Regions from separate parts of the Pan troglodytes genome. Here region 1 is linked to region 2. Evidence: chromatin contacts called from public capture Hi-C data. All regions are on one chromosome and are shown on one strand. The core of a region is the stretch at or near the end of the contact, and the rest is flanking DNA. Distances in the headings are between cores, read along the strand shown. Region 1 has its middle 5.3 kb from the start of NOS2. Region 2 has its middle 82 kb from the start of TMEM97.

Evidence for each region. Capture Hi-C pulls out chosen DNA fragments and counts their contacts.
Region 1: a capture Hi-C map of stem cell-derived neural stem cells shows a contact between it and region 2, with 5 times the contacts expected there. The contact joins two enhancer-like sites. A contact is called at or near these places in 2 of 7 Hi-C or Micro-C datasets (induced pluripotent stem cells and stem cell-derived neural progenitor cells) and 1 of 1 other capture datasets (stem cell-derived neural stem cells).

Annotation. Positions count from the first base shown.
Region 1 is chr19:39,777,433-39,780,984 of NHGRI_mPanTro3-v2.0_pri, reverse strand. No RefSeq gene overlaps it. Among named protein-coding and RNA genes, the nearest start is that of NOS2, 5.3 kb to the left of the region's middle. Within about 2 kb of position 1,389, at least 2 of the 24 cell types and tissues checked have an H3K27ac peak or open chromatin away from gene starts, as enhancers often do. A contact at or near this core is called in stem cell-derived neural stem cells, where this site is marked.
Region 2 is chr19:39,346,094-39,349,825 of NHGRI_mPanTro3-v2.0_pri, reverse strand. No RefSeq gene overlaps it. Among named protein-coding and RNA genes, the nearest start is that of TMEM97, 82 kb to the right of the region's middle. Within about 2 kb of position 2,430, at least 1 of the 24 cell types and tissues checked has an H3K27ac peak or open chromatin away from gene starts, as enhancers often do. A contact at or near this core is called in stem cell-derived neural stem cells, where this site is marked.

The DNA of each region.
Region 1 (3,552 bases), core at 140-2,639, 430 kb before region 2:
ACTCACCAAGGTCACACAGCAAACAGTCTTCAAGCCGGGACAAACAGTGAGCTTCTGGTACCCTCCCCAGAGCGCCTGTCTGCAGGGTCCAGGGCTGGCCCCCTACTGGAGGTTGGCAAGTCTCCTACGGCTTCCTGGGCCTGCACGGCTGCCTTCTTCTTGGCCCTGCCCACCCAGCAGGCCGCATTCCTGGCCTCTTCTGATGATGGATGCAGCAGGTGAATTCTGCTGGGGAGAAATCAAAGAGCACCTTGAAGGGCAGGCGGGGGACAGGTGGGCCCCCCGGAGGGTGGCGATAGAGGTTCCGAGGCTGCTGTGGAGAAATGCCCTCCTCCCTGCCTTCCCAGGCTGTCCTAGGCACCATGCTGACAGCAATCAGCACGGGAATGTCTTGGGCTCATTATCCTGGAATTGATTTTCCACTGGATTGATTTGATCTGTTTCTATGCCAGGCTGTGAAGATGGTTCAGATCCAGTTAGCCCTCGGAAGTTAGCAACTTTGAAGACTTTTCTACAAAAACAATTGATCAGAGCTAACGTTTACCGAGCAAGGCACTTAAACATACCAAGCATTTAATCCACACAACAGTCCTGTGGGGTGGGAATGATCACTAGCCCCATTTTATAGATGGGGAAATTGAGGCTAAGCAAAGCCAAATGACTTGTCCAAGACCACACAGTCAGGTGGTGGCAGGGCTACAACCCTGGAATCCCAACTTGCACTTGCTCTGGTGCTTGCTCCATAAATACAGCCAGGCCCTGGGCTTTCCATTTATTATCTCAGTTAATCCTCCAACAACGTTGTGTGGCAGGTACTATTATAATACTATCCCCAATTCACCAATAAGGAAACCGAGACACAGAAAGTTTGAGCGACCAGCTCAATGTCACTCAGTTTGTAAGTGGCAAAGCTGAGGACTGACCCAGGTCTGAGACCTTGACTGGACCCCACTTGTGCGCCCACTGTGTGCTTACCCATTTTGCTACAGGTGAGTACACCCAGGGGCAAGGAGAGGTGACAATGAGAGAGTGGGAAACTGAGATCAAGGTAGGAGCTGAGGATTACCTGGGGTTGAATGTTCTCCCCTCCATGTCAGTGTCTGGTGCCAGCTCTGTGCAAGGCCATGGAAGGAGGAGACGGAGTTCCTACTGTGTGCCCCACCTCACAGAAAGTGATAAAAATTTTATTTTAGAAATATATTTCAGGTTTAAAAAGAGCCAGTTTAAGGTAAAATGTTTAAGCAAATAACAGTATAGGTGCATGCAGATGTGACACAAATGATAAAGGTGGGACGTGAAGGAAATACAGGGGTGTGGCTCTTACTCTCTATTTGTGTGTGTGCATGTCCCGTGGCGAGTCACATGTCCTGTGGGGCCTTCACTCCGCTCAGCTGTCAAAGGATGGCATTGAGAAGAGGCATTCCTGGGACCCTCCGGGTTCTGAGGCCCTAACAAGCTCAAGTCCCCAGACCCTGAGCCCTATGTCATTTGTCAAGTGACCACTGGAGGGCGTGAGTCACACAAATTCCAGCAGCTCCGAAGCTGAGGTCTTCCCAGGTTTCCACCACCTTGCCTGACTTGGAGATGACGGAAGTGAAGTGAAGGGATTTTTACTGGAAATGCCCGGTGGTCACTCCAGGGTGGACAGGCCCAGGGTGGACCAGGAAGGTGGACAAGCTTTGCTGAGTCCCTGGAGTGTGACTCAAGCTGGCTGGTGTAGGCCTGGCACTTTGCTGGTGTTTCTTTTAAAAGCCTCATTTCTTGTCAAGTCTCCCCAGAACATCCTCCCTTCCCTGCCCTCCCGTTTTGCTTCCTGGGTGCCTGTCCTTCTAGGTTGAGAAACAACAAACAGAGTGGCACCTGGGGTAGTCCCAGGGTGTGATGGTTCAAGGGGCAAGATTCAGGGGCAAGTAGTGTATCTGGGAAGTGCAGGGGACATCAGGAGGGGAATGAGGAAGTGAGACAGAGAAAGGGAGGCAGCTGGTAAAAGTACTATAGGTCAGCTTTCACGATTTGCAACTAGACTCAGCCCCACCAGGGAACTTGAAAAATGGTGCAGAACACAGGGCTTCAAATGATCCCACCCAAGGGGCCAGGGGCTGGGCTACTGACCCAGCAGTTCCAGAGCATCACTCATTGAGGCTGCTCCCAGGGAGGTTAAATTCCCAAGGCCTGCTGTGGGCAGAGCAGCCTTCCTTGGTTCTGGGAAAGCCCTCTAGAATTCACAAAGTGCACTGGAATGAGACGAAGACAGACGTCACTGCTACAGGGGGTTTAGAATTAGGTCAAATGGAGGAAGAGAGGTACCTTCTCCCCAGGTACAGCCTCTGAGGGTGCTGGATGCTGATCCAAGAAGTTCTAAATGCCAAGAGCTTCAGCTAAGCCCACCCTCTTGTATCCTTCCCTAAGAAGCGCTGCATCTTTGGTTAGGCCACATAAGCCCTCCGGGCCTCCCTTTCCTCAGTTAAGGGTCTCTGAGGCCTTTCCAGCTGTGGTATCTGGGCTTTCTGAGTCTCCCCACCTCATACATATCTGGTCTCTGATGCTCTTGGAAAAGTTATCTTCCCCACCAGAGTGCCCCTGAAAGGCAGAATGTAGCAACGACTGGCAACTTCTGCAGAGCCTGGCCACTGTGTGCACAGAGATGTCTGGAGCATCGTTCTCTACGAGAGTCAGAAACAACCCAAGTGATCAGCATAGAGAAAGGCACACCGGGCCAGCTTTATAGTGTACCATTACGTGGACAAAAAAAAAAAAGTGTATTAAGAATTTTTTGGCCAGGTGTGGTAGCTCATGCCTGTAAATTCTAGCATTTTGGGAGGCTAAGATGGGAGGATTGCTTGAGCCCAGGAGTTTGAGACCAGCCTTGCCAACATGGCAAAACCCTGTCTGTGCAAAAAATACAAAAATTACAAAAATTAGCCAGGTGTGGTGGTGAACACCTGCAGTCCCAGCTACTCGAGAGGCTGGGGTGGGAGGATCGCTTGAGACCAGAAGGTCGATGCTGCAGTGAGCTGTGATTGTACCATTGCACTCCAGCCTGGGCAACAAAGTGAGACCCTGTTTCAAAAAAAAGGATTTATTTAGCTGGGCATCGTGACAAGCACCTGTAGACCTAGCTACTAACTGAGGTGGGAGGATCACTTGAGCTGAGGAATTAAGAGACCGCAGTGAGCTATGATTGCACCATTGCACTCTCCAGCCTAGGCAACAGTGAGACTCTGATCTCTTAAAAAAAAAAAAAAAAAAAGAGTCTTTATGATAAGAAATAATGTTCCTGATATCAGTAGAAAAATAATAACCCCAACATGTAAAATAAAGACAGAAAAAATGTGAGAAAAAAATACTAAAATATTAAAAAGTGGTAGAATTATGGGCAATAGTTATCTTTTCTTTACCCTTCTCTGTATTTGCTATCTGTGCATATGTTAGTTTTATAATATAAAAAGTGACTCCTTACTTTTTGAAATACTATCTCAGATGTGTGGCTGTGCCAGTAATTCACCTTTCCCAAAGGAAAAGAGCTTCTAGTGCCCATTTTCATTACAGGAG
Region 2 (3,732 bases), core at 1,181-3,680:
GCCTCTTTACCTCTGTGAGCCTCAGGTTTCTCAGCAAAAAATTGGGAAATTATACCAATACTTTGACAGTCCCACTTAGAAAAAAAAACAATCCAGGTTTGGAGTTAGACTTTGGAGTTAGATTTTGTTCCAAACCCCTTGTTCCAAACCCCGGATCTCCCACTGACTAGCTGTGTGGTCTGGAGTCAGTTACTTGACATTTCTGTGCAGATTTTGGACCCTGAATCTGTAAAGTGGGTTGTTGTGGGGATTTAGTGAGGTGACTGAGCTGGGAGCACTTTGGAAAAGGTGAGGCTTTACAAATGATGCTGGTTTTTAGCACTCCTCTGGAATGGGGGCTCTAGGATGGCTACCAGAAACTGGCACCCCCTCAACCTTTCCCCTGAACCTAGGCACATTAGTTCTCATTCTGCATCCTATGAACCCACCAAATGGCTTTCTCCAAACCTGGCACCCCACTTCTTTCCACCTTGCCTGAGGACCTGAAGCCTCTTCCCTGTTCCCACCTTGTTCTAGTTCCAAACTGCAAAGGATGGCCTGAGTTTCCATTCTTCATCCTGGAGGCTCCAGCTGCAGCCTCAATCTTCTGCCCTGAGAGAATCCATTTGATTTGGTTTGATCCTTGGGAGATGGGAGGGCCAGCTCCAAGGCCTGTGACCAAAAACTTTCAGTCACCCTGAAGTCCCATAACCCCATCTTTCTTGAACCAAGCCTGCTCTGGTGCCCAAAAGAAAGGGGTCTCAGCAATGGGGGCCCACAGGAGACTTTTGCTGTGATCCAGTTTTATTGACTATGCTGCTAGTCTGGCACCCCCAGCACTCCCGTCCCCCTCCCATCTCTGGCCCAGTAGTGGCGTTGCGAGTACCAGGGAGACAGTGGGAGGAGGGAGTAAGGGCTGTGGAGTGAGAGAGGCTGACAGGAGATGGGGACTCTAGGGGACTGAGGACTGAAAAAGCGGCCCGGCTGAGGGCAGGGACACGTCCTTGCTTGGTCCAGTGACCGTTTACTCTGGACTCTGGGTAAGTGGGCTCAGCCTGCTTGGGGCTCTGGAGAACTCCCCCAGGCTGGGGTCTGGGATGGAGGGAAGGAGTTCGTGCTTTGCAGGGCCAGGGGCCTTCAAAGGCCTAAGGTCCTGCTTGGGTCTTGCTCTGCATCTGGACACACCTGTCACACTAGGAGAGCCATCTGATGACTGCAAGTGTGTGTGCACACTCGTGTGCATAGCTGTGAACTGGAATGTGTCCCTGTGTGAGTGGCTGTGCCGGTCTGTGCAGGATGACACGGTCTGTGCAGGATGTCTTCTCCAGAACCCATATCTGTCTCTACTGTTGGGTGGAGGGCCAGACCCACAAGGCCGTGGATTTCTGTCCTTTGCTTCCCCAGTTCATTCCATGTCCCACACCCTGTGGGTGACCTGGTGTGCCCTTATTTCCCAGTAGCTACTGCTGCCTCAGAGCCATGAGGACCTGGATGTCATGAGACATGTGTCTCCAGGACTCATGTCTCCATTTTCTGTGCTACACTTCTCTAACTTGCAAGGCCCTGGCTGCTGGGCTGCTCACAGGACAGGCTGTCCGTGCCTCCAGCACACTGTCTAGGAGGTGGAGTGGTCAGCTCGGAGTGGCCCTTTTCTCTGCCCTCTCGTCCCCAGGCTTGGAGAAATGGATGATGGGCTAAGGGGCTGGGTAGATGGGCCCTGCTTCCAGGGCATAGGAAAATCTGCAGCATGGGCTCTTCCACCTCCACCTCCCCTCTGCTTGCTCCTCAGATGGCTGCCGCATGCCGCTGCCTCTCCCTGCTGCTCCTGTCCACCTGTGTGGCTCTGTTGCTGTGGCCACTGCTGGGTGCCCGGGGAGCCCCGCTGGAGCCATTGTACCCAGGGGACAATACCACACCGGAGCAGATGGCCCAGTGCACAGCTGAGCTCCGTAGATACATCAACATGCTGACCAAGCCTAGGCATGTGCCATGGACAGGGAGAGAGATCCCAGCCCCTGGGACCCTGGGCCCACTCCACATTCCTGGCCACACCCTATCCCCAGCCCAAGCCCCATCTCCAGCCCCAGTCCCAGCCCCTTCCAGGCCACTCTTGGGGAAACAGAGCATCTGTGCTGACCAGGCCTGGGCCCATGTGCCCTGGGCAAGAGGGTGCCTACAGGCAGATATGAAACCGGTGGGCTGGCACCTGGGCACAGTGCTTCCAGGTATGGGGAAAGAGACAAAGAGGACACGCTGGCCTTCTCAGAGTGGGGCCCTCCCATGCTGCTGCCCCCAGGTGAGTTCGACTCCCTACCCTGTCTGTCCAGCTCCCTGGGGCTGAAATGGGGATGGTGGGACTGAATCAGGGCTTGAAAAGGTGTGGTGGGGGGTGGAAGAGGGAGAACAGGAGCCCAGGGCTGGCCTGAGGCCTCCTGATGCACGAGGCCTGCCCCCCACACTGCCATGTTCCACTCTGTCCTCACAGAGAGCTGAGCCCGCTGGACTTGTAACACTACCTCCTGCCCCCTACCACTCCACAGGCAGTGCCAGCCCAGCTCTCCCCTCCACACTGTTGGCTCTGGCCAAAGCTCGCTCCCTGTTCCTGCACAGGCTCAATAAAGCAAGTCAAAGCACAGCTTATCTCTGTGTCTCTGTGGACCCCTGGTGGGGGGCAGCAGGAAGAGCCAAATGCATGGAAAGGGGAGGGCAGGGCGGAGGCAACAAGGAAAGCAGGCTGTGCTTGTAAATCATCTAGAACGTCCATGAGGTCATCAGTCACTCAGCTCATCCTCTCCACAGAGGGACAAGTTGTGGCCAGAGGAAGGCAGGGACTCCTCTGTGGTCATTCGGCAATCGGTGAAGTGGCAGTCTTGAGCTTGAATCTTCCCAGTTCAGCACCTGTAGACCCTCCCGACCCAGCCCCATGACAACCCTGCCCCAAGTGCACCAGTGCTTTCCTGTGGCTGAGGCAGCAGGAGCACCAAAAGGTATACTAAAGCATCCTTGGCATGGGGGCAGGGGCATCAGCCCAGCATGGAGGCACAATTCTGGTGCTATGGCAGTCATGGCTGCATCCAGGGGCCTGAGCTGCCGTCCAGAAATTTGGAGAGAATGGGCTGTCCGGAGAGGTAGTGAAATCCTGGGCACAGGAGGTATTCAAGCTGCTATGGAAAGGGAGGAGGCTAGATTAGCTGAGAGTTCCAGCCACTGCCATGAATCCAATCTGTGGATTCCACACTCCAGCTCTGGGAAGGCAAGGACCTGGATCCTGCCCCAGGGAGGACTGCCCGGAGTCCCAGTGCACCTGTCTCTTCCTGGCCCTTCTCAGTCATCCTGAATAGGTGGGGACAGAGCGCGCGTGTGTGCGTATGTGTAAAGGGGAGAAGTGAGGAAACTAGAATGTGTCTGGTTCCTAGAATGGCTTCTCCTGCCTCCCCCACATGCTTGGCCTGAAGGGATGGGGTTATGGGTTTGGAGGATGAGGGGTCCACTTTCCTGAGCTCAGCTCAGCACCTTGCACAGACCCCATGGAAGTGACTCCACGATTGTGTTTCCCCTCAAGTCCTGACTCACTCTGGTGTGTGCAAATGACCTGGAAGTAGAACCAGGTCCTAAAAGGCAAAGAGCTTTAAGAGGATGCAGCTGCTTGGCTCAGATTGATTTTTTGTTTTTGGAGACAGGTGTTGCTCTGTCACCCAGGCTGGAGTGCAGTGGCAGGAGCACAGCTCACCGTAGCCTTGACGTCCTGGACTC